7 separate regions of the Mus musculus genome follow, and all the other regions are linked to region 2. Evidence: chromatin contacts called from public HiCAR-type, HiChIP or PLAC-seq, Micro-C and promoter capture Hi-C data. All regions are on one chromosome and are shown on one strand. The core of a region is the stretch at or near the end of the contact, and the rest is flanking DNA. Distances in the headings are between cores, read along the strand shown.

Region 1 (3,129 bases), core at 38-2,537, 380 kb after region 2:
GAAACAGTTACTCTTTAGACATTTCAATAGCTTTATTTTCTACACTGAAATACTCTTGAGTCCTTGTAGAACTAGCAAAACAAGAGGATGACCTGTTTCACCTTAGCATTTTCACCTGCAAGTGCTAAGAACACTACACTAACGAAGCAGAGCCACTGAGGTGACTCAATGGGCAGCTGTGCTCCCCACCAAACCTGACCACCTGAACTCAGTGCCCAGGACCTCCGTGGTGGAATGGGGAGAACCAATTCTTGCAAGTTGTCCTCTGACTGACTACATGAGTGCTGTGACACAGCTTGCCCAAATGAATGAATGGATGGATGAATGAATGAATGAATGAATGAATGAATAAATAAATAAATGTAATAATAATAATTAGAAGGCAGTAAACTGTGAGAAGTCACAGACATGGCTCGGTGGGAGGGGGAGAGAACTGGTCAACCTCAAGGACAGCACTGCGCTCCATCTGATGTTTAACCCTGCAAAGATAAGACAAGCCCCCTCACCTCATCCTCTGTGACATCGCCTTGCTTCTCTTTAATCTTATTAGCGATTGATTTGGATAACTCCACCATTTCCTTAGCCTGGACAGAGAAAAGACGAAGAACCTTCTAAGAAAATATACATCCGCGATCATCACGACTGAGTGTGAGTGGGTATGGGACACATACCTTAATCATCAGCTTGCTCAGGTCTTCAAAGGCCTGAAATGAGAAACGGGGTTTGCGATGCAATCATTTTAAGGAATTAAGATGTTTTAAGGCGATGATGCAAACAGAAATTTTTCTTACAAATATCAATTTATTATTAATTATATAAGCAACACATCTGCCTCATTTTAAAAATCTACGCTAAGAAACTGTGAACTTCCTCAAACTACTACCAAATTTTTCATAGATTATTATTTACTGTTCCTAGATACATAAGAAAATCTGGACCTGGGGTGTGGTTCAGTGATAGAATGCTTTCCTGGCATCTGTGAGGCCCTGGGTTGTGCCATTGCTAACACACACACAAAGGCACAGAAACATTGAGTTAAAAAATCACTGTTTTTTTGTTTGTTTGTTGTTTTTGTTTTTTTCCCTGCTAGGAGATTAAAAAACAAAACAAAACAAAACAAACAAACAAAACACTGTATAAAGCTTTCCAAGTTGAAAATGACAATACTCTGCTGCAGAAATTTTTGTTTTGTTTTGTTTTGACATAATTATTTTGGTTGAAAAGCAGGTATGACTTGACAGAGCCTTAGCCTCTGAACCATGACACTCACAGTTTTGCACGCAGTGGCTACTGCACAAAAAGCATGAGAATGCCACCTGAACAGATGAAACAAAACCACTATAGCAAGTGTCTACTCCAAGGGCTTCCTCAAACTGATTCAGATACGCTTCTAATAAATTATTTCAGGTTATTGAAAATAACTGCAGAATTTCTCAACTCTCACTTAGATGAGCACAGATACCTATGTTTTTTTGAATACCAATTAAGAACTTGTCATTAAATGAAAACTCAGTCCACACACTGCTCTGACACACAGCTGTGGCTCTGATCAGCTATGCCAATCTGCAGGAAAGTACCCCCGCCTGCAAATTTTTTTTTTTCTTTTACTCAAAGAATAGTGTAAGAATAGTCATGTAAGATCCTTATGGGCAGCTCACTAAGCTAACACTGAGAACAAAAGGAACGTGCACACACCTCACAGGAATTTCCTCAGATAAACAAAGGCTTAGGCACCGGGTTCTTATCAGCAAGGGCCAGCAGATGCAGGAAGCCCTTTGTGGGAGGCTCCGGGCACCAGCCATGAAACTGAGTCAATGCTAACATTTAAATCACACACCAACCTAGTTTTCAAAACTAGAACAAAGACACAGGGTGCAATCTTGGATTTTTGCACGGACTACACAAACTATTCATAGATTTATTTTACTTGTGTAAGTAAAATCAGTATGAGAAATCCCTGTTGTATATTTTCAAAAATACTAAAATTCTGAGTGTACACAGAATACATCCTTTATCAGTTGTGTTCAATAAAATAAATGTAAATATCACAGTGCCTGAAAAGAACTGGCTACAAAGCACAAACAAAAGATTCCTTGCTTTTGTTTCTATTACTATTATAATCTATAGAATCCGTAAGCTATAAAAGGTGTGGGTAGGCATGTAAAATAAAAACTTAAGCTAGACAGACCCACACGCCCATCCAAGTAGTATGTCCCCCAGTTTGTTCTACCTTCACATGACAACTTTCCATTTCAACTGTGTGGAAAGGGCAGCTGTCTAAAGGCACAGGTACCTGTGTGCTGGTCTGGTCTGCAGCGACTGCAGCCCCTGCTCTGGCCATTTGTTCATTGCATGACTGACCACAGATGTCTGAGTTTTCTGTCTCAGTACTAGAGATTGTAGACCTCTGCATAGCCTGCCCTTCTGCCTGGTGATGCCAACACCTATTCATCTTTCTGGTCTTCAATCCCATCTTCCTGTCTTTAACGAGTCTTCCTTGTCCCCCACAGACGTTAAGGGCCATGTCATGGGTCTTTTCTGAGTCCTGACTTCTCTCTTTACAAGGTGTGTGGTGATGTCAATAGCACCAGTTTGCCCGTCTACCCAGTCTGCCCCCACAGTAATCACAGCTCCTCATGTAGGTCTGCAGTGTGGATAACAAGAACTATTTCCTAAACAGATCAGGCTCTGCACAGAATATGATGTCTGTGGAGAATTCATTAAGGTGTGAGAACCCATGAAAATGAAAATAACTTCTTGAAATGGAATAATTTATTTCATAATTTAAGAACTTTATTTTGAGCATCTCAACAATCTCCAGAAAAAAAGGAAATCAAAGAATGGAAAACAGGTCACTATTCCAAACCCTCTCTGAAAGTGTGAGCACAAAGGGAAAACAATGTTAAAATAAGCCAAGCTGAGGGAGATCTGTAGGAAACGGGAGACCACGGAGCTGTAGGCCTGCTAAATATATTCCAAATTACAGAACGGAACCCGCCAAAAGCTGGAAGAGGATGTTTAAGGATTACCTCAGAAATGTTTTTATCGGTTTCTTTTCTTTTTTCTTCAAGTTTCCTTTCAATACCTACAATTCCAACAGCTCTTACTCTTCCTGGCTGGGGAAAAAAA
Region 2 (3,424 bases), core at 683-3,182:
GTGCACAGTCCTGGGGTTCTAAATGTGAGCAAATATCCTGCAACAACTCATGGATCAGTGCCTCTTTCAGTCATCATCAGAGAAGCTTCCCCCTGCAGTGGATGGGAACTAACACAGAGACTCACAACTGGACAATGTTCAGAGGGTGAGAGACCTGGGAACACTCAGTCCTAAATGGGATGTCTCCATCAAATTTCTCCCCTCAGGGCTCAGGCAACTGGAAGAGAAGTGGAAAGATTGTAAGAACCAGAGGGGTTGGGGGATGATACCAAGGAAACAGTGTCTTCTAGACACAACAGGGCTGAGTTGTGTAAGTGATGGTAGAGAAACTACTGAACTACAGGGTCAAGTCAGGTGGTGCTTCCAAGTGGACACAAGCTTCCATCCGTAACAGGAAACTATCTCTAATTGGCATCCACTTGCAAAGAAAACAAAATGGTTTTCTTCAATGGAGTCTCCATGCCCAGCCATAGAGGGACAACACAAAATGAACTCAATGATTCTGACTTTGGGCCTTTTGTTTTGTTTTACTTGTGTTTTGTGTGTATGTTATGGACTCTGTGTTTATGTGTCTACTCTCCTCGTACTTCCTCTTTATTATTTTTCTTTTTTTAAGTTCTGGTTTGTTTGACTATTTGTATTCTAAAGAGAGAAATAAAGAAGGCATGGAGTCAGGTGGTTGGGGGAATCTGGGAGGAGCTGGGGGTGGGGAAACATGACCGGGATATAGTGTATGAAAAATTATTTTCAATAAAAAGAGTTAGCGGTAGAAACATCAACAAATATTTCCAAAAAGGCCATTTGTACATAACCAAGGCACAGTACCCTCAGATTCTACGTTGCTCTAGTACTAGTGTACTAGTGTAGTTTACTCAAATCTCCTCAGTTGCTTGGTTGTGTTCAATAGCCCTTTTGTTTTATCCACAGTCCAACTGAGACTCACAAAAACACTTTAGCATTACATCTTTTTGTTCTTAAACCCTTTTCTTCATCTTTCATGACATTGAAGATTGAGCAGTTGCTTCGCAGAACGTCCCTTAATTTGGATTTGCTTTCTCGCCCATAGACAAATTACATGCTTTGTTAAGAATACTGACTCGTGGGCTGGAGAGATGGCTCAGCCGTTAAAGGCTAGGTTCACAACCAAGAATATAAGAATATCGACTTGTGTCCCTTTCTGTGAATGACAGGGCACCTGAAGTTAGCTTTAGTCACTTGGTGAAGGCGATTTTCTGGCTGTGAAGGTCCTTTCCTCTTCAGTAAATAATCCGCGGAGTGAGTGAGTCCTGGGAACCATCGGGATCTCCTTAACCGTTTGCTGGGGAATCGGTTGTCACTAAGGTGGCTCTAAAGCAGTGGTGTGTTCCTTGCACAATTCCTGCGACATTGATTTCTCTTCTAAGAAGAGCTCTCTCTCCATCCTCTCTCTCTCTTGAATTAACTTGCATGCTCTAGAAGCCCGCAGTCGCCTAACCTCTAGGGCCTGGGTTTTCTCTCATCGTTCCAACTGAGAAGACTCACATTTTAAAATTACAGTTGACCTGGGACGAAGTTCCCATAAAGACCTGCAAGTCATCCACCATAGAGAGGGTGGCAGGGTCTGGGAGCGACACTCTGGCTGGCAGCTCGCGTCCGCAGAGCCCGCCCTGGGTCTCTGCTGGCGCCCTGCCCGCCCGCGCCCCTTCAGGGGACAGTAGCTACGGCTTTGGCACATTCTCGCGAGAGCCGCGCCTCCCGGCCCAGCAAAGGTCCTCAAAGGCCTTTCGGCCATTTCCACACCACCCCGCGCCGGTCACCCGCCAGCAGGGCCCCCACTGCGCCCGCGCACTCGCCCGCGCACGCGCAGCCGGACAGTTGGCCTAGGCGCCCGCCGCGGGGCCCCTTGCACGTCTGGTCTGAGGCGCGGCGCCGCGCCGCGCGCACTCGCGCTGGGGGACGACGGGCGCGCAGGCGCACAGGCGCGGCGGGGGAGCGAGGTCGCGCAGGCGCAGACGGCGTTGGTTCGAGAAGACCTTCAGCGTTGCCTTGGTGGAGCGGGACGGGCCCACCCTCGGGTTGTAGGTGAGGCGACCGCTGCCGCGGGCCGGGTGGGCGGATGGCCGGCGGGCCTGAGGAGCCGGCCGAGGCCACGGAGGAGGAGCTGAGGGGCGCCGACCTAGGGCGAGGCGAGGCAGGGGAGACTCCGCTGCCCGGACCCTGTTGGTCGCCTGAGGGCGGGAGTCGCCGCCCTGGGCCGGCCGCGACCTTCCGCCGCACCCGGCGTGCGCACTGGCGGTCTGCCCGGGGCCAGGCTGGAAGGCGGGCGGTTTCTAGAGAGGACGAGTCCCGGAACCCCAAACCTACACCCGACCCTGTCCTCACCCCGCTGTCTGGTGTGTCCAGCACTTGTCAGGCGTGTCTTGCACTCCCGACGGCCGAAGGGTGGATGCTCTTCATGCATCTTAAAAAGCAGAAACAAGGAACAAAAGAGAAGCTGTCTCCTCTAGTTAGTGCCTTTTGTCGTCCTCTCAGGCTCTAATGCAGCCTCAGGGCATGGTGCATAGCTGTCTTGTAGCGCTAAGATGATTGTGAGGTTGTAGCTTGACTCTCGAGTAACATGGAGTCCGGGTTTTCTCGATTTTTTTGCTTGATCATACCAGCAGTGCATTTCCCATTAGAATCATGGGTCCGAGTAAGGGACAGTTTGGGCATGAACGACTTCAGTTATCCACTTGACTTTTGCAAAGTGATGATTTTTGAGAAACAGTGGATCAAAAACGCTAAACGCAGCTTGTAAATAGCACTTAGACATTTCGACCACCTTGGTTTATTTTCTCCCTGATCAGTATGAAAACCTAAAACTGTATAAACGTTTCTGTCTGAATACGTAAGACCTGTGTTTCCTCCCTCCTAGAATGATGGCAAAAGATTTACATTACTACCGGGACTGTAAAATTACCCTGCTAGTGGACTCCAAACTCTGTAACATAGAGCAGAATTTTATTATAGATTGATGTAGAACATCAATACCACTCATTTGCCTTGACTCCTTAACTTTTCCTTTTGATTGATGCCTTGGATAAAACCCGTGGCATCAATTATAGATCCTCTTCTATGTAAGATAAGTGCTTTACCCATACGCCATCCCCATTTCTCTATAAATTTTGGGTGTGTGTGTGAACTTGTTTATGTGGTGTATGTACACGTTTGTGTGCACATCCGTATGCATGTGGAGTCCAGTGGTTGATGTTGGGTATAGGTCTCCTCACTGAACTGAGAAGTCTTCCTGTCTCCGCACTTTCCCTACCCCAGTGCTGTGTGGGTCCTCATATGCAGTTCCTCATGCTTGTGTGACAGACACTTTGCCAATTGAGCCATCTCCTTTGCCCCGACTTTATATATGTTTTTTTTGTATGCTCTTTCCTCTTAACTTTATATCATAGTG
Region 3 (3,247 bases), core at 577-3,076, 430 kb after region 2:
CTTTGTAAAATGTCATTTAACCACAGTAACCAAATTTAAACTTAGTTTTTGAAGTATATTGCTAAGTTTGTATTACTTTTAGTTGTGATAAAATATACCTGACAGAAACAAATGAGAGTTATTTTTACCTAGTTTCTGAGTACAGTCCACCATGGTGAGGAAGGCCTGATGGAGGGAGGGATGGAGAGAGGGATGGATGGAGGGAGGGAGGGAGAGAGGGAGGGAGAGATGGATGGAGGGTACTGCTTTCCCGTGCTGGGTATAACTTCCCAGGCTCAGTAGTTATCCACTTCTGCCAGCCTTCAGAACAGTGCCTCAAGCTGGAGACCAGGCATTCTAAACATAAGCTTTAGGGATAACTCAGATTCAAACTGAGTGTTGGTGAGGTCTAGGGATGGAAAGCTTCCTGTCTGCGAAGCATGAACTGTGGATGAACTACATGCTCGCCCGTAACTCCATCCTTGGATGTTGCGGCTGGACTGTTCTCCACCACAGGTGGTCTGTACCACACCCACTTTTCCCCCGGTATCTTCTTTCTTTTGTTTAATTCCCACCCATTGAGATTTATTTATTTTTATGTGCATGTATATCTATGCACCACATGAGTGCAGTACCCTCAGAAGCCAGAAGAAGGTGTGAGGCCCCTTGGAGAAACTGACAGTTGTAAGCTGCCACAGGGAGCTGGGAATTGAACCTGGGTCTGTCCTTCCCTCCAGGGATTTCCAAAACCAAGTCATTTTTGGTTGTCAAGCTAGTGGTTCACACACGTAATCCCAGCAGAGGTGGCAGACCTGTGCTTTCCAGGCTGGTCTAGCCTTCGTAATGAAAACTATCTCCAAAAATAAAACAGATGGGGAGACAGCATAGTGAGTACCGGCATCAGTTGGTGGACAGAGAGAGCCCCGAGACACAACAGCCCCAGCAAAGAATCAAGAGTCCCAAATGTGGACAGTGCTGCAGCTGAGGAACCCTGATAGATTCCTCTCCTCTCCTCTCTCAATGCTACTTAATGACTTACACTGCCTGATAAACCACCTATTCCAGCAATTGACTTGTAGGTTTCCAGTGTCCCTTTCTACCCTGCCTCCCGCCCCCTCAGGGTCTAGTTCCCTGCTTCCCTGCTGTACATTTGACTGTAGCCTGGTTGGCCATTGGACCCTCTGCCTAACATCTTGGGGGTGTCTGGGTCTGCTGTCCTGTGATTTGAATTTCTTCTACAAACATTAGTTCCATCTGGGATCAGTAGGGAAGGGGAGAAGGGGAGGGTGGGGTGAACAGTCTCGTCAGTTGAGGCCAGATTTTGGTCTCATTCCTGCCTTTTGTTCCTTTATTCTGCACCCCTAAATGTTAACACTTGAGACAGTCCTGACTTGCCTACCAGGAACTTGCTCTGTAAACTAGGTTGGCGTCCAATTCTGGATCTCCTGCCTCAGCTTTCCGAATGCAGGGATTACAGACATCCTACCACGTCCTGGTACAACTAGAATCTTAATAACTTTCTGCTATTTCCGGGAAGAAATACACATTTCAGAATGAGATGCATTATTTTGGGGTGGTGCATTATTTTGTTTTTCACTTTTTCCAAAGTCATACAGTAAATGCTAGCAGTGTCCCTGTGGAATTTATGTTTGTTGTCTGTCTGCCTAATCTGGAGCAATAACTCAAATTACTGGGGGCACCGGTTCAAAACGTTAGCAATATCCTACCGCAAGGTGGCAAAACAGCTTTAAAACAGCTCTTTGGGGCTCAGCTACTCAGAGAACAGCGCCTAGGGCCAGACCTCAACAGTTTCCTCTGCCCACAGCTAGGGGCACGCCCCGCCCACGCCCCGCCCACTTCCCAGGCCTCGCAAGGAGCGGAGAAGCGACGCACGCCGCTGGGAGGTGGGTGAAGGGAGCTGTACGGGTCGGCCGCGGTGGAGAGAGGAGCGGGTGGAGCCTCTTGCCCCCCCCCCCCCCGCCCCCTAAGCCGCCGGTCGGCGCTCGCCCGCTGCGGGGCGACGGCCAAATGTGGGCGCATCACTCAGCCCGTAGGCTGTGCGCCCCAGTCGCTGAGTTCGGTGCGCGCATGCGCGTCGGAGACTGCTCGTGCGGCTGAAGCGGAGCAGCTTCGGGAGGGTGGGTGTTTTGGTAGGGAAAGGTTGGTGGGTCTCCAGGGTGTGTGTCCTGGGATCTCTGTCTAAACTGACCCCGCTTCTGGGCACTTGCAAATCACTTTAGGCTCTTTTAAACAATTGGTTTATCTTTATTAAAGGCGTATTTGTTTATAAACACTGGAAGGAACCCATCAGCTTTCGCCACACCTAGTGTAATAAGGCTTGTGTTTATGGGTGTAATACTGGCTATCGAACACATGGAGATTAAAAATACTAACTTGATTTTTCAGTCAAGGAAAGCCTGGTTGCTCATCAGTCATTTTGATAGCATAGGTAAAAGTCCTCAGGCACCAGGAACAGGAAAAAAGCAATTGAAACCAGAGACCACTTAAGACCCCTGTGAAGACCAGTGTGAAGGGCTTGGTTGTTTTCTTCTAGGTTTTTATTGGTTGGGGGGGGGGGGGAGCGGTGGGGGGACAGCCCCCATTTGTAGCCCTGGCTGGCCTGAAACCCATGGTGTGAATTAGTTGACTTTGGACTTAGCAGTGGTTACAGGCTGTGATTCACCAACTTCTGCCTCCTGAGTGTCATAGGTCTGTTACTTGTGTCTGGGTGTGTTCAAATGCCTCACTCCTGGAAACACGGCGTTGGATTTGGTTATATGGAGGATTTGTTGCTATAGTCTCCTGGTAACTCTGTGATAGACTGGAAAGCAAACTGGAAGGCACAGTCTATTTGTTTGGCTAGTTTTTGAGACAGTGGCTGGCCTGAGACCCATGGCGATCATCTTGCCTCTGCCTCTTAAGTGCTAATCTTACAGGTGTTGACTACCCAACCCCAGCTACGGACTAGAAGCTTTGCAGGTCCTAGCAGGGTTTGATCTTCGATGTTTGTACTACATCTTGTGCTCTACATTTTACAGCTTGTGGGTGGTTTAAATAAATAAATAAATAAAAACAATTTAGCTTTGTGAACGGAAAAAAATCAAGTAATTCATGCCAGTATTTTTCCTGTGATGAAAAAAGTGTATGAGTTCTAAGTGTAGGCGTCTCCCACAACTTCTATCCCACCCGTGTAGTCCAGGGTCTTTAACATGTTAGGCAAGCAGCTACCTCGGGTCTTCCTGAGACTGTGTCTCTTGTGTAATTGCTT
Region 4 (3,423 bases), core at 41-2,540, 410 kb after region 2:
GCGTCAAAGGTTAAGGCAGCATGCCTAAAAAGACAAACATAGACAAATTGTTCAACAGGAGTTGGTTTTGTTAGCATTCTGTCTAAGCTCCGCCCCACAGTTACCTGGCAATAGCCAGGCTTGCCTGACTCACTATGAGAGGGGCTGCTTGCTACCTCTGCCCTCTTCCCTCCTTTGCTCTCTCTTGTCTTCTTGCTCCTGCTCTGTCCTCTCACCCCTACTCCCCCTTGTCTACATGTGCTCTCAGCCAGCCTCTATTCCTCAACTCTCTCTGCCTTTCTCTGTCTCTAATACCCTTTTAACTCCCTTCCCCATTCCCTGAGTAAACTCTATTCTATACTATACCCATGGGCCTGCGGGGGCACCCCATACCTGACTACACATCCACCAAAACATATTCCTTCTTTCCTTTATCTTTTTATAACACACAATAGGTTTAACTTCACAGAATTATATCCTGCCTTGAAAGAGCAGAGGGTTATATCCTCAGTTTTCTTTTTCTTCTGTCTCCTACACTTGTTTGCATTTCACAAATGCATATATAAATGCACAGAAAGGGCTGGGCATAGAGTTGTAATCTTAGCACTCAGGAGGTCAAGGAAGACTGCAAGTGAGTTCTAGGCCAGCCTGTGCTACGTAGCAAGATTTTCAATAAAATAACAGCACAAAGGTAGATCTCAACTTAAGATTTTGTTTGCAAAGTCGGGCAAGTGGTGGCACACGCCTTTAATCCCAGCATTTGGGAGACAGAGGCAGGTGGATTTCTGAGTTCGAGGCCAGCCTGGTCTACAGAGTGAGTCCCAGGGCAGCCAGTGCTATACAGAGAAACCCTGTCTTGAAAAACCGAAAAAAGAAAAAAAAAAAAAAAGGTTTTGTTTGCAAGCTGTGCAAACACGAGACACCTAACATCTGAGCTCATCATCTCGCTTGCGAGGTATAATCGCAACCTAATTCTGTTAAGCAGCTCCAAAGATCATTCGGGAACTTGTCCTCAGGGAAAGCAATGAGCCTTATCCCTAAGGAGCGCACCAGCATTTGACAGGTGCAGTCACTGCGGTCCTTTGGCTTCCTCTGGGCTGTGTCTGAAGACATGTCCTGACTTGTCAAGCCTGGTCCTGCTATATCCTGAGGATTCAACAAGCCCGCTCCAACGGCGTCATCCATCCAGTTGGGAGAGCTTTGTTCGATTTTGAAATTTCTCGCCGGCTGCCAAGTCTCTGGATTCTGGGACGGCCCCGCCCCTCGCCTGGGCCCCGCCCCTCCGCGCTCATTGGTCCGTTCAATCCACGCCGGCGCCGAGGCGCGCTCATTAAGCGATGGCAGAGTCCAGGAAACGCTTCCTTGGCAGGGCTGCGAGGAATCCCTTGCCGGTGACCCGGGACCTGCAGCTGCCCCCGACCAGGCGAGACCAGCCGGCCTTCCGAGGTGAGCGATGGCACGGGGCCTCGGCCGCTAACTCTCTCTGAGAGCCCAGGCCGCTGCCGAGGGTAGCGCGTGGCTCGGCTCCTGCCGGGGCCAGCGGTTTATCTTCGGGGTCTGAGGGCGGGGGCGGGGCTGCCCGGACCCCCGACTGCGCCTGCGCGCGCGCTCGCTAGCTCCCGGGTTCTCCTATCTCTGTGCTTGGAACGTGGAGGTGAGGCTGGGACTGTTTGCATGATGTCCTGGACGTTTTGGAAAAATGGAGTTGAATGGTCTGCAGCAAGAATGTGGAAAACTTATGTAAGTTGGTCAGAATTTGGCGACTGGTATCAGATCTCTCTACACAGTTGTTTCTGGAACCCTATATTGAAATGTGTTCCCTGCAATTTTCACTCGATTAGGACATTTGATGCTATTTATTTATTTATTTATTTATTTGGGAGGATGAACCTCAGAGCTTTGTATACGCTAGGCAAGTATTCTATCATTGAGCACAAGCTAGAGTCCTGAGAGGAGGGAACCTAAACTGAGAAGATGTTTCCACAAGATCAGGCAGGCTGTAGGCCAGCCTGTAGGGCATCTTCTTAATTAGAGATTGATGGGAGAGGGAGGGCCCCGCCCATTGTGGGCGGTGCCACCCCTGGGCTAGTGGTCTTGAGTGCTATTTAAAAACAAAAACAAACAAACCAGGCAGAGCAAGCCTTGTAGCTACACTTCTTCATGGCACCAAGTTCCTGCCCTAACTGCTTTTGATGATGAGCTAACTGTACTATGGAGATATTAGTAAATGAACCCATTCTTCCCCAAGTTGCCTTTGGTGAGAGTGTTTTCATCACAGTAATAGTAAGCCTAAAACAGCACCTTGCATGTAATTTCTGATTCATGGGATCATTTGTCTAAATTGAGAAATCTCCTATTGTGTTGTTATAGGAATAATCTCTTTTCCCAGGGAGGAGACACTCCACACCCTTAGTGGTTACTCTTTAAAGCTCTTTAGTAGAAGTTGTTCGCTCTGGCTAGCACCCAAGGAAGAGCCAGCCCTGAATACGAGACTTCATTGGCTTTTTAAACACTTTAGACTGGTGCTTTCTTGTCGCTTTGGTTTTTGTTGTTGTTTTGAGACAGGGTTTCTCTGTAGCTCTAGCTGCCTGGAACTTGATCTGTAGACCAGGCTGGCCTTGAACTCAAGAATGTCTGCCTCTGCTTCCTGGGGTAGGCTTGTGCATTTTACACTACTCTCATCCTTAAATCTCTTTTAGATCCCAGCCCCAGGTTACACTTTGAACAATTTAAACAGAAAAAAAAGGTCACTGGCAATAATTCTGACATCTTTGCTGTGTCGACCTCCCACCTGACCAAGTGGCCAGACTTAATGATAGTCCCGCATCTCTGGGAGGAGGCTTTCCTGGTCTGGTGTGCAAGCCAGGAGACAGGAGCAGTAGACTCTGGCGAGTCTTATCCTTATTTGGTAATGAGGTTATTGTGCAGCTTACTGTGACCACTCTCACAGGAGGTCCCATCAAACCTGACGTGCAAGTGTCTGGTCAGCTTAACCCATTTTACTTACCTGAACATTTAATTCTCCCTAACCAGTTTGCTTGGTTTTTAAATGTACCTATTTTGAACAGTATTTTATATTAAACTGCCTTTGCATTGCCCATTCAAGTTTAATTTTGAAAATATATTACAGAAGATTGTATAATGTGGGATATAAATTGGTCTCTCCCTCCCATCTTGTCTCTGTAAATGAATTATATTTGTACTTAGTGTGACTACAAACACAATTCTGGACACATAAAATATATGTTTAATTACTTTCTTATTTTTTATTTTACTTTGAGACAGCCTTTCTACATAGCCCTGAATGTCCTAATCCACTATGCAGATCAGGCTCGCCTTGAATTTACAAACCTCCACCTGCCTCTGCCCCCAGCACTATGATTAAAGACATACGTTATCACCCCAGATTACCTTTGTTTTAACAGTTTATAATACATTGGCAAC
Region 5 (3,515 bases), core at 681-3,180, 380 kb before region 2:
ATCAAGAACAGGGATGGAAATACAGAGAGGCCCAACACCATTGCCAAGAGAGTGGAGGAGCACTAAGCTCTCTTAGGAGACTTCTCTGCCTAGCCTGCTGGATCGGCATCTGAGACCCTAACGTGGTACTCTCCCTGTAAGTGGCACCAGCCCAAACTGATTCACTGTTGGTTTGGGAAAGACCTCTTGCTTAAAGAGTGTGTTATGCTGAAATTCCTATTTACACACGAGGTGCCAATATTGGGGCGGGGGGGGGGGAGAGAAGGGGCAGAGAGGGAGGGTAGAGGAACACTATAGTATCTGTCAGGCGTATAGGAACACCTAACATGGTGATTCCTTAGATTAAGAGTCAGAGAACACCTCAGCCTGCCCAGTGTCATCTCCAGGAAAAGAGCCCTATCAGCCCTGCCACCTACTTCGAAGTAGACTGTCCCCTACACGGCTGTCAACCACAGCTTCTATATTTCCTTCTCAGAGCGAGTCAGTTTCAGGGAGGGAGTCTTTCATAAGCAAGGGCAGCGTCTCTGTGAAGACGCCCCATGAACCCAAATTCTCTGGCCAGGGGACGTTCCTGCAGGCTCACATCAACTTCTCCAGGTTAAGATGGCTCTTGCAAGCTAGGGTCCAGCTCTACCTTGGACTCCCAGAATTCCACTCACGCTTTCCTAGCCTGTGCATCCCTGAAGCTCTAGCCGGCGGTAGAGTGCCCTGCTTAGTCGCTGTGGACATCCAGGTGCTTGTAATTAGACCGTGGGTCTAAACTACTGTGGTTCTTACCCCGCCATGATCTGAAAGAAGGACTGCAAATAGCAACAGTTGCTTTCAGGGGTCTGGATCCCTGGGCTGTCTCAGCACAGACCCTTGTCCCATGAAAGACTGCCCTCATGATGTCCCATGGCAGAGCTCTTCTCCGACCAGGCCTTGGGTCAGGCTGGAAAAGCCCCAGCGAGGCTTCTAAGGGAATTCCTCTTCCCTGCCACCAGTGACTCCTCTGGAATGACCTTAACATAAAATGCTGCCAAATGCCTGAGGGGTGAGTTGCTTCTTCCAGGTCCACCCGCGGACCCACAGGGTCAGGAAGGGATCGGGAAGGGCAGTCGCCCCAGTTCGTCCTGAGAGATCTGGGAGGAAGATGCTCTCTCCGGCGGCGCAGGAGAACTCACTAGTCACCTGAGCAGGAGCGGACAGTACCACCTCTGGAGCGCCTGCCCTGTTCACCCAAAGCAGCTCCCCGAGAAAGCCAGGCGAGCAGCCCTGCGCCCCGCGGTGCAGCCCCTTACCCGCTTTGCCACCCCAGAGGCGGCAAAAGTTCCTCCGGAGCGCGGGCCTCTGTTCAAGGTGCTGAAATGAGTCTGGGGCAGCTTGCCGGAACCCCGGGGCCGCTCTCTGCTCGCCCTACCCGCCTCCCCCCTTCCCGCTCCCGCGGGGTCAGCCGGAGCGCGGCCGATCGCCTTCCCGCAGCTACTCCGGGCGCCTCGGTGCGGGGCCGCCGCCGCCCCCTTACCTTCTTCTTGCGGTCACGGGAGCGGTTCCGCCGCTTCCTGTTGGATTCCTCCTTCTCCTTCTGCTCCTGGAGGGCCTGCGCCTCGATGTCTTTGATTTTCTTCAGCTGTTTGGCCGCCTGAGCCATGGCGGGTCGCGGCGCTCGGTCCCCGCCTCCCGGGCCCGCGCCCTCTGCGAGCCGGCGGCGACGACACCCTCCCGGGGAGAGCCGGCTCCTTCAGCTGCGCAGGGCGCGAGCTTCTCCCCGGCGGAGGCGAAGGCTGCGGCGCCCGGGGGCCGGGGCGCGGGGCGGAGGGCGAGGAGAGGCCGGCGCGCGGCTAGCCGAGCCCCGGGGTGGCGCCTCCCGCCGCGGCCGGAGCTCGCTCGCCCGCGCCCCGCACCGGCTCTGGGCTCGCCGCGCGCCCTCGCCGCGCCCGCCCGCCCGCCCGGGCCCCCCCTCTCCTGCGGCGGCGGCGGCGCGGGGGGCGGGAGGGAGGAGGCTCGTACTGCGGCGCGGGCCGCGGAGGGCGGACTCGCGGGCTCGCGGGAGGAGCGGGGGCAGCTCGGTGCGGCCGCCCCACCAGGCTGGGCGCGGGGCGCTGCGAGCCGGCGCTGGGTCCCCGCTGCAGCGGGGTCCCGGGGTGGGGATCGCGGGGCGCCTTGGGGGCGACGGGAACAAAGCGGGGCCGTTCCGCCCGGGCCCGGCGACCCTGCGGACCGGCGTGCCTGACGGCGGCGGAGAAAATGCCAGCATCGCCTGGCCGAGCTGCGGAGCGTGGGACCGGGGCACCGCTGCGGCACGGACTCCGCTAGCGCCGAGCCTGGCCCGGGCCGCCCTCCGGGAAGGGCCGGGGCTCCTGGAGGAGAGCTTGATCTGCCCCGGTCAAACCAAGTGGGCCTTTCCTTTGCATCTTTACCAAATATACTTAGAATACGAGTCCAGCGTCAAGTCCATTCTTTTTCTTTTCGCTCCTTTTGGACGGGAGTGGAACTGGGTCTCCCCATCAGGGACCGCCCACCCTGCAATACCAGGTCTCTCTCCACCCTCCCTCCGTAGGTACTGTGGTCTGGACCGGTGTTGGGCTGCTGTAAAGAACCTTACCAGCTGGGGGTCACGCAGCTACCAACGTAGACTGTGGGAACGGGGAACCGGCTTAAGCTCATTTCACCACTCAGTCATGTGACAGGCGGGGAAACTGAGGCCCTGACCTATGAACATTGCCCTTTCAGTCTGGTTGGTGCAGCTCCCAACCTCCTCCTTCCCTATCCCACAGGATGCTAAGGACAGTCTTGAACACTGGTGTTTGAGTCTTGGAGAAGTTATTATGAAACAGCCTGCTCCCTCCTGTCCTCTCGCCCGCCCCCCCCCCCTCCCGAGCCTGTGCAGGTTTGAAGCAGCTCTGGTGAGGAGCAGAAGGAGTAGTACTAGGTACTGTTCCCACCCCTCTTTCTCACAAACACATCTCGCTCAGTGATTTCCACTTCTGTCTTCCCCACTAGGCCCCTGACAGAAGGTAAGGTGCTGGGTAACCACAGGGGTCTGACAGATCTAACTGCTGTCATTTCCCAGGGGTGAGTCCTGGGGCTTCTCACTGCAGGCAGAACCACAAATACCAGTCACACATGCAACTTCAATTGTCATGTAGCCACTTTTTTTTTCCATGTAAAGAAACTAGAAGATTGATTTTAAATGTATTTTTAAGCCTGTATATCTCCCAAGCCATCGTTTCAACATGAAGTTGATATATTATTGATGCGATTTTACATTATTATGCTGAGTCTTCAGAATCTGGTCTATTCTTGTCTGGATTCAGATGAGGCGTATTCCATCACCACCACAGGCCCCTCTCTCGATAACACACCTTGGCTGTAACCAGCCTGCTCAGAAGGACACCCTCTGGAGCCCCAACCTCATGTCTTTGGCATCCCACCGCTAAGTCCCTTGACTGTAGTCATGAATAATATTTACAAACTGGTGTAATTATTGTTACTTCCCAGAGAAACGTCCTTTTTGTTCCAAGATGGAGATCAAA
Region 6 (3,628 bases), core at 254-2,753, 340 kb before region 2:
CGAGCTGCAGACCACAGAATCCAGTACTCAGTTATGCCAACACCCTTTAACTGAGGATTCAGACAAAAACCTAGGCAACATTAGGTGAAAAGGAAGGCCTTCCAATAATTAAGATTTCCTGCAAAGCAAGAAGAGATCAGGTTAAAGAAGCGCGTTTACATGCAGACGTGACTATGGATAGATAAACCCCATATCTGCAGAGGTGGCCAACCTTTCCCCTTCCTGTCTTAGTGAGTTGTGTTCATTCCCAGCCCTTTGGGGAAGGAAGGGTCTGTAGTGATTACTTCTCTATTTTCAAAGACACACAGAAACTACTCTAAGGAACAGTGTGTAAACCTACCATCTGCGTCGTCTGACTCCTCCTCCTCCTCCTCTTCCTCTTTAGACGGCCTCTTGGAGGAGGACTGACACCTAAGGATGTCCTGTGAGGACAGGCAATGGAAGTACCCTCTGGGGAAGAGCTCACTCTCCTCCTCCTCCTCCTCCTCCTCTTCCTCCATCTCAAATGTAGGCTCCAGTCGTGGCATTGGTCTCTCAGAGTCAGAGTCTTCAAAAGGCTCATCTAACACCTCCGTGGTCTCAGAGATGGTCTCTGTGACTACACTGCTATTGTGGTGTTTCCGCTTGCGGACTCTTCGTCTTCGGTGAAGAATCGGTTTCTATGTAGTAAAGAAAGCAGGTATTTTATTTATAGTAATGAGCTTTTTTCCCTGCTTTAACATAAAAGTTTTAAAGCTTTGCAGAACTAACATATTTAAAACAAAGATGCAGTTTGCCAACAGATACTCTGGTAAAGACAAAGTGTTAAGAACACAGAGATGTGTGTGGTCAGTGAGGTGGCTCCACAGGTGAAGTTTCCTGTGCAAACTGGGCAACCTGACAACCTGGGATCAACCTTGGATCCCATATACAAGTGGGGGAACTAAATCCTTAGAAATGTCCCCTGACCTCTACACACCCACCAAGTGCAAGCCCACCAACACATACACATGTACTCTTACACACACTCACGCACGCACGCGCGCGCGAAGGGAAGGAAAGGGAAGGGGGAAGGGGGATGGGGGAAAGGGGGAAGGAGGGGAAGGAGGGGAAGGGGAATGGGGAAGGGGGGGAAGGGGGAGGAACAACAAAATCCGCACAGATTTTGGGCACTAAGGCCCGCTCTGATATGAAGAGCAAGTGTCCAGAGAGCACATGGTGTTGGTGCATCTTCTCAGCTCATCGACATTTTACACTTTACAGCGCCACCTGCTCTAATGCTAAAGTGCCTCAGAGACTACGCCCTCTACTTCTGTTCAAGAGCAAAAGGAATAGAAACATTCCATCTTATACATCACCATGCATTAGCAGATCAATAAATGTGCACGCCATTTGGGGAAACTAGCTAGAGCAGAGCACACAAACGCAGAGCAGAAATGCATTCACTTGACAGAGAAGAGAAAACAGCAGCACGGCCTGAGACTTGGCGCACACAGCACACACTGACACGGGGCTGACCTAATAGCTTACATAACACAGTGATGTCACCAAGCTACAGAGACAACAGCCCAGGAATGACTGAATCACATCCTTGTACAGAGGCTAGAAAGGTTAGCACTTATGCAAGGTCATACATCTAGGCCATAAAATAATCCTGAGCGTCCTTCAGTAAATTTTAAGACTGTCTAAGTACTTTGCATACAAGTTCACTGGCTGTTACAATATTTTTTGTGTGTTTTCTACACATTTACTTTTTTATTTACAATTACTTTTTAAATTTTATTTATGTGTGTATTTATGTACATGGGTACTTTGTCTGCATGTTCATCTGCACACCAGACAGTGGTGAGCTGCCATGTGGATGCTAGGAATTGAACTCAGGACCTTTGGAAGAGCAGTGAGTACCTTAACCACTGACCCATCTCTCTAACACCCAATACTAGTGTTTTTTACACAAGAAAATAGCATACTTGTTTTACCACATAAACTGGAGAAATAAACCCTAGGATGGCAAAGATACATTCTTTTGTTTTTGTTTTTGTTTTTGTTTTTCCAAGACAGGGTTTCTCTGTGTAGCCCTGGCTGTCCTGGAACTCACTTTGTAGACCAGGCTGGCCACGAACTCAGAAATCCGCCTGCCTCTGCCACCACACCCGGCTGCAAAGATACATTCTTTATGATCATGCAATCAACAGGAGAGTTAATCACTTTAATTTTTCTCTACTTCAAAATCTACTGAGAATTTTCAAGTTAGAGTAAAAATAGCTCTGCTCCTTAGAGAAGGGCTGATTCTGCAGCGGAGGCAAGAAATATTTCAGATAAATTTGTAGGACCTTGTACTATCAGAAAGCACTTAAAACAAAAGAAACTCGCCATGACGATGATACTGTGAGTATAAACAGGAGCAACACAACAAACATGGCCAGTGCTGGATGGGAGGCGCTAAGTTTAAAACAGTGCTACAAACTCAAGTACCAGGTCCTTTCTAATGGCGACAGCAGAAGGGACCTATGTAACCTATGCAGGTGCTCTGCTGCTATAGTGAGTAGCCACACCCAGGCTAAGCCCGATCTGCACTCATGCCTTTCCTCTTCCCCAGGAAAAAGGGGAAACAAAGTAACAGCAGCAGCAGAGAAACCCAGGAGGGCCAAGGCCAACAGCAAAGTGGAGTCCTCTACCTGACTCCCATATGCCACACAATACAATACCCACCAGATGATGTGATGAGACTAGTGCTTGCTTCTCTGCCTCCTTTGCCTTACTCTCAAATACATTACCTCATTCTAGTTAATGATGGATAACAGATAAAATACTTGAACTCACAACCTTCAAGGTCATACTAAAGACAATCAAAGTCTGAGAAATTCACAACCCAGAAGAGAATAACTAACATAACATGGAAAGTTCGGTGGGATCCTAAGCAGAGAAAGGCCACTGAGGCCAACGAGAACTCTGAATAAAGCATGGTCTGTACTAAGTAACGCCTATGTTGAACTGTGACGAATGTGCCTCACACAGGCACAGAGTCTGGAGCTTATGAGAATTTTGTGTTATGTCTTTGCATTAACGGTGCAAATCTAAAATACATTCTTAAAGGTCTTCCTTTAAACAGCCTTGCACTTTTTAATACCCCTGCTACAGAAAGGAATGACCTCGTGGCTCTGGGTGAGATAGCTGCCTCTCCTCTCCTGGCTGGAGTGTGGCAGCCTGCATTGTGACTGGCCTGGGCAATGCAGACCACAGCTTGGGACATGTCTGCCAAAAAGCAGTCAGTGCCACCGTACCAGGAGCTACACTTTCCAGGACTTTAGTTACTTGCCCTCGTGCGTCTGCACGAGTTTATGAGACAGCGCATGAGCCTCGTGTGCTCTACTGCAGAACTGCACGGCACAGCAAGCCACATAGCAAGCCTCAACTACAGAGGACGAACACAAAGATGCATCACCTTTCTTTTCAGTGTGGGCTTCGTGAGAATTGGTGGCGAGTTTGACCGGGGACTCTCTGGCTCTTCCTCCTCCTCACTGCTCTCGCTGAAGCCCCTAAAGACAGCCCTGTCACCATCGGTGTAGCAGCACGGAAGCCGGTCATTTCCTTCTGGCAATCGGCACTTCAGGGTCTCAGGGCTTTTCTTCAGCTGTCCTCGCCACAA
Region 7 (3,631 bases), core at 976-3,475, 470 kb after region 2:
TGGTTCCTGTGTCCTTTTGTGATGTTCTTGCCCTTTTACTAACAAGATGAAGTAGGATCAACCTATACCTTCTCTGTTCCAGCCCCAGGATCAACCATTTTCCCCCCAAGAGGTCATGGTTCCTCTCACTGGGTTAAAAGCCAGTGTCTGGGTGTTGAGTGTGCTTGCCGAGTGTGCTGGTTGCTCGAGGGATATCTGCGCTGTCTACATATCCGTGTTCTGTGCATCCCCATGTGTATGTATTGAGTCAAGCACTGCCTCATACAGAAGTCACGGAGTAATTCAGGTGTCTCTTCTTGCTCTTTTTCTATGTCTGCTTTCCCTGATGGTGAGGAACATGGCTTGCGACCACCTGCTTGGTTGTTCAGACCAGTACACGTCCAGAGCAGTGTCCAAATCGTTCACCCTCAATGCTCTGAGGAACAAGTTAGCATCCAGAGTGCAGAGCTTGTGCGTGGCCTCTGTTGCTGTCATCACCCTTCCTAGGTCAGTCCCTTAAACATTGTCTCCACGCTCTCCCGATGATGTTACATGCTCAAGAAAGCATCCATCTCCATTAGTATTTCCAAGACACTCAACTTCCATAGACGTCACCCTCCGCGCCTCTGTCCGCTCTAATCGCCAGATACAGACATCACAGCCCATCAGACAAAGCAAACTTGAGATCACTTGTGTATCTTCCCGCTGAGAGTAAGTCAGATTGCGAATCCTCTTGAAAATCAGATGATTTCTATTTTAAACCAAACTTCCTTGTGTTTGCTTCTTTGGGTGAGATCTGCCAGCCCTGGTAGCTTTTTAAAAAGAAAGGGGATTGGGTGTAACACACATCTTTAGTTTCAGCAGGAGGCAGAGGCAGGCATCTGGACCTCTCTGAGTTCCAGGCCAACCAGGGGTACATACTGAAACCCTGTCTACAGGGGGGGAAACAACAACAACAACAACAACAACAACAACACTTCATCTGTTCTAAGAAGTCCACTGTTGCCCATGTGGAACCCATTAGATTTTTAAGGAATTAATTTCCAAGATAATTTGATTTTAAAATTTTATTTCAATCAGTAGCATACTACTATAAAACAAAACAAATGCTGTAGTCAGGAAATACTAATTTCCAGTTATACGATTCTTTCGGAACATGGGAATCAGTAAGAATTTCAAACATTAAGAGGATTACATTTTTATAAAATTCTGTCCCAGGAAGTAGAATGTAGATAAAAGAGGGGGAAAAAAAAGGTGTGATGTCCGCTTTTAGAGAAGTGAGCTTTTTTGTGGAGGGGGCTGGATAACGGGGGGGGGGGGGTATGAAATGGTTACGGGTTTTAGATTCCACTGGATATAGCTATCTTGCTGTGTGAGTACCACCCCGAAAGTTATATATTCCCACAGGTAACCTATTGCAACGTGACTCTCAGGAAATGCTAGGTTGCAGATCACTGGGCAGCACCTGGGGTTTGTTAGTGGACCCAGGTTCTTTTCTGACATACACCTTTCAGCAGTAATTAAGACCTCGCATGAGAGCTAGAGAGATGGCTCAGCAATTAGTAGCACTGACTGCTCTTCCAGAGGTCCTGAGTTCAATTCCCAGCAACCACATGGTGTCTCACAACCATCTGTAATGAGATCTGATGCCCTCTTCTGGTGTGTCTGAAGACAGCAACAGTGTGCTCATTTATGTAAAATTAGTAATTCTTTAAGAAAAAAAAAAAAGACCTTGCATGAGAAACATGCTTCCTCCTGGGAGTATGTTACAGCTGTACACTGCTTAGCATGCTGGGGACCTTAGGAAAGTTGCCCCTAACTCCGTGCGCAAAAGGCCACCCAGAAAACAGGTCCGAGGCTTTAAAAAAAAAAATGCTGTTCATAGAATTCTGGAAAATGGCCACCCCAGCACACTCCCTGGAACCCGAAGGCTGCAACAAGAATCTGACATATCTTCCACCCCGCAGTTTTGGGAAAGTTTGCCCTTGGAGTGATTTCTCCCATTCCCTACTCTCCACTACAAAACCTTCTCAGACTTTGTCCCGCCTCCTCCTGCATCCTCAGACACCAAGCTACAGGTTGCCAACTCTCAGACCAATAAAAGTGTGCTTGTCCCACCTCTGACTTATTTATTATAGAGCGGAGGAGCGGGAAGACCCGGGGTACCTGGAAATGAGCCCTGGGGTTCTCCTCTGCTCCCGCCCAGCACTCCGCCCACTTCCCCCTCTCTCTCCCCCGGGCGAGGGTGGCCCTGCCCCTGCGTCTGGGAGGCTTAGCGGCTGGAGCACCGATTCTTCCATGCTCACTGCTTAACGCCCGCCGAGCAGGTAAGCTGAGCCCAATGTGTTCATTTTTCCGGAGCTGTCGCGGGCCCCTCGAAGCTGAGGGGAGAGAAATGGGAATCTAGGCAGGAGTAAACAGGGCGGCAACTAGGAAGCCCCGCTCACTGGGCTGCGTCGGTTTCCATGACAACGCACAAGCTACAAAAGTTCTGAACTCTGGTCTCCCGCCCACATGCTGGCTGTTGCCCTACGCTGACAACTTAGAAGTCCCCGTCTTGAAATTATAGGAAAACAACCTATAGTTGACCACCCAAGGCTTTAGAAGTCTGCATTGTGCCTGAGGCAGGAGGGTGACAAACTCAAGGCCTACGTGAACAGCTTAGACCTGTTTCAATAATGGTTTCCCAAAAGAATAAGCTCAATAGTAGGATGCCTACCCTGCATGTATGCAGTCCTGGGTTCGCTTCCCAGTACAGCAAAAAAAAAAAAAAAAAAAAAAAAAAAAAAAAAAAACCTTTATGCCCTGACTGTGGCATAAAAGGGAAACAGGAAAGCAACCTACAATGGAGTGCGTAGTCCACCTGTAAACTCCTGGAGCCCGTTGCCAGGACAGTCACCTGACTGCGGTTGCTAGAACTCTGGATCTCCCACTGACTGCAGCCCTACAGCCAGCCAGTAGATGGGGTATTTTTCCAAATTGGAGCGCAATTCATTGGAGAATGCCCAGACCCAACCAAGCCTCGGTTTCTATTCCTAGGAAGTACTAGTTAATCCCTCTTAGATAGATGTGATAGTTTGGTTCTAGAGGTAGATAATTACGAATTAGGTTTTTCTTTACATAAGGTTTGCAGAGACGTTTTGGTGATTCCTTGTTGTGTGTGACCAACAACTTTTGGATGGCATAGGTAGTACCTAAGGCCCCAAGTACATCTTAAATACCACAACGTAGAACCCCAGACACCAACAGAGTTCCCTGGCTTCCCTGTAGAAGGCAGCACGTCCCCACTGAGACCCGAACTGTGCGTGCCTCGCCCTTAGACTTACCGCTTTTTAGACAACCACCCACCCCGGACAAGCGACATGTCTTTCTTTCAAACACAAATAATTTTCCATTTCAGACGCTAGAGAAGAAAGGCTTTGTGAGGTGGTGAATTGTCTAAGATCCCAGCGTGACCTTGGAATCCACCAAACTAAACCCCTTTCCGCAGCGTTACTTGTGGCCAGAAGGAAGTTCCTTAGGTGTGTCTGAAACGCTGGGTGGAAAGTTTTAACAAACAGCTCCTTTGCTTTTCATCCCTCTTCTGCCGGCTAGTTGTCTTGTGCAGTCAAGGTTTTATTCTTCATTTTAGGAAGTTCTGACGCCTGGAGCC

What was found. Promoter capture Hi-C pulls out the DNA fragments that hold promoters and counts their contacts. Hi-C and Micro-C count contacts between places; a contact is called where the count stands out from the background. HiCAR-type assays count read pairs that join an accessible place to other places. HiChIP or PLAC-seq counts read pairs in DNA pulled down with a chosen protein or histone mark.
Region 1: an HNF4G HiChIP or PLAC-seq map of pancreatic cancer cells shows a contact between it and region 2. The contact joins the enhancer-like site here to the promoter of Vdac3 in region 2. A contact is called at or near these places in 16 of 39 promoter capture datasets (the 3T3-L1 cell line, the C10 cell line, the HPC-7 cell line and 10 more), 1 of 15 datasets of contacts at CTCF or cohesin (large pre-B cells), 10 of 484 Hi-C or Micro-C datasets (CD8 T cells, the G1E-ER4 cell line, Th1 cells and 6 more), 12 of 115 datasets of contacts at active chromatin or transcription factors (the NIH/3T3 cell line, bone marrow-derived macrophages, embryonic stem cells and 9 more) and 3 of 9 other capture datasets (adipose tissue, embryonic stem cells and liver).
Region 3: a contact with region 2 is called in a promoter capture Hi-C map of second pharyngeal arch cranial neural crest. The contact joins the promoter of Nek3 here to the promoter of Vdac3 in region 2. A contact is called at or near these places in 9 of 39 promoter capture datasets (the 3T3-L1 cell line, cranial neural crest, embryonic stem cells and 6 more), 5 of 115 datasets of contacts at active chromatin or transcription factors (the 230-238 cell line, bone marrow-derived macrophages, embryonic stem cells and 1 more) and 2 of 9 other capture datasets (adipose tissue and embryonic stem cells).
Region 4: a contact with region 2 is called in a promoter capture Hi-C map of the HPC-7 cell line. The contact joins the promoter of Ckap2 here to the promoter of Vdac3 in region 2. A contact is called at or near these places in 22 of 39 promoter capture datasets (the 3T3-L1 cell line, the C10 cell line, the HPC-7 cell line and 13 more), 1 of 15 datasets of contacts at CTCF or cohesin (large pre-B cells), 15 of 484 Hi-C or Micro-C datasets (CD8 T cells, the G1E-ER4 cell line, Th1 cells and 8 more), 20 of 115 datasets of contacts at active chromatin or transcription factors (the 230-238 cell line, the NIH/3T3 cell line, the SCID.adh cell line and 12 more) and 4 of 9 other capture datasets (adipose tissue, embryonic stem cells, liver and 1 more).
Region 5: a Micro-C map of embryonic stem cells shows a contact between it and region 2, with 3 times the contacts expected there. The contact joins the promoter of Ank1 here to the promoter of Vdac3 in region 2. A contact is called at or near these places in 2 of 39 promoter capture datasets (cranial neural crest and hematopoietic stem and progenitor cells) and 2 of 484 Hi-C or Micro-C datasets (both in embryonic stem cells).
Region 6: a HiCAR-type map of fibro-adipogenic progenitors shows a contact between it and region 2, with 3 times the contacts expected there. The contact joins the enhancer-like site here to the promoter of Vdac3 in region 2. A contact is called at or near these places in 2 of 39 promoter capture datasets (cranial neural crest and macrophages), 1 of 15 datasets of contacts at CTCF or cohesin (the NIH/3T3 cell line), 1 of 484 Hi-C or Micro-C datasets (CD8 T cells), 1 of 115 datasets of contacts at active chromatin or transcription factors (fibro-adipogenic progenitors) and 2 of 9 other capture datasets (adipose tissue and liver).
Region 7: a contact with region 2 is called in a promoter capture Hi-C map of embryonic stem cells, with 2.4 times the contacts expected there. The contact joins the promoter of Nek5 here to the promoter of Vdac3 in region 2.

The regions. Positions count from the first base shown.
Region 1 is chr8:22,207,844-22,210,972 of GRCm38.p6, reverse strand. Vps36 (vacuolar protein sorting 36) reads right to left here. Exons shown (of 14, transcript NM_027338.2): 6 at 3,030-3,116; 7 at 672-704; 8 at 507-584. Among named protein-coding and RNA genes, the nearest start is that of Vps36, 17 kb to the right of the region's middle. Within about 2 kb of position 1,287, at least 25 of the 459 cell types and tissues checked have an H3K27ac peak or open chromatin away from gene starts, as enhancers often do. A contact at or near this core is called in the G1E-ER4 cell line, the HPC-7 cell line, adipose tissue and 2 more, where this site is marked.
Region 2 is chr8:22,592,321-22,595,744 of GRCm38.p6, reverse strand. Vdac3 (voltage-dependent anion channel 3) reads left to right here and starts at 1,932. Exons shown (of 9, transcript NM_011696.2): 1 at 1,932-2,061.
Region 3 is chr8:22,165,014-22,168,260 of GRCm38.p6, reverse strand. Nek3 (NIMA (never in mitosis gene a)-related expressed kinase 3) reads left to right here and starts at 1,826. Exons shown (of 16, transcript NM_011848.4): 1 at 1,826-1,883. It overlaps Ckap2 (cytoskeleton associated protein 2), which reads left to right. Exons shown (of 9, transcript NM_001004140.2): 9 at 1-109.
Region 4 is chr8:22,183,686-22,187,108 of GRCm38.p6, reverse strand. It overlaps Ckap2 (cytoskeleton associated protein 2), which reads left to right and starts at 1,290. Exons shown (of 9, transcript NM_001004140.2): 1 at 1,290-1,425. The coding sequence starts at 1,317. Gm29878 (a long non-coding RNA gene) reads right to left here and starts at 1,081. Exons shown (of 2, transcript XR_378798.3): 1 at 1,030-1,081; 2 at 1-24.
Region 5 is chr8:22,973,251-22,976,765 of GRCm38.p6, reverse strand. Ank1 (ankyrin 1, erythroid) reads right to left here and starts at 1,930. Exons shown (of 44, transcript NM_001110783.3): 1 at 1,505-1,930. The coding sequence starts at 1,630.
Region 6 is chr8:22,932,511-22,936,138 of GRCm38.p6, reverse strand. It overlaps Kat6a (K(lysine) acetyltransferase 6A), which reads right to left. Exons shown (of 18, transcript NM_001081149.2): 16 at 3,425-3,628; 17 at 341-659. Among named protein-coding and RNA genes, the nearest start is that of Ank1, 41 kb to the left of the region's middle. Within about 2 kb of position 1,503, at least 53 of the 459 cell types and tissues checked have an H3K27ac peak or open chromatin away from gene starts, as enhancers often do. A contact at or near this core is called in fibro-adipogenic progenitors, where this site is marked.
Region 7 is chr8:22,123,661-22,127,291 of GRCm38.p6, reverse strand. Nek5 (NIMA (never in mitosis gene a)-related expressed kinase 5) reads left to right here and starts at 2,225. Exons shown (of 19, transcript NM_001347318.2): 1 at 2,225-2,306; 2 at 3,611-3,631.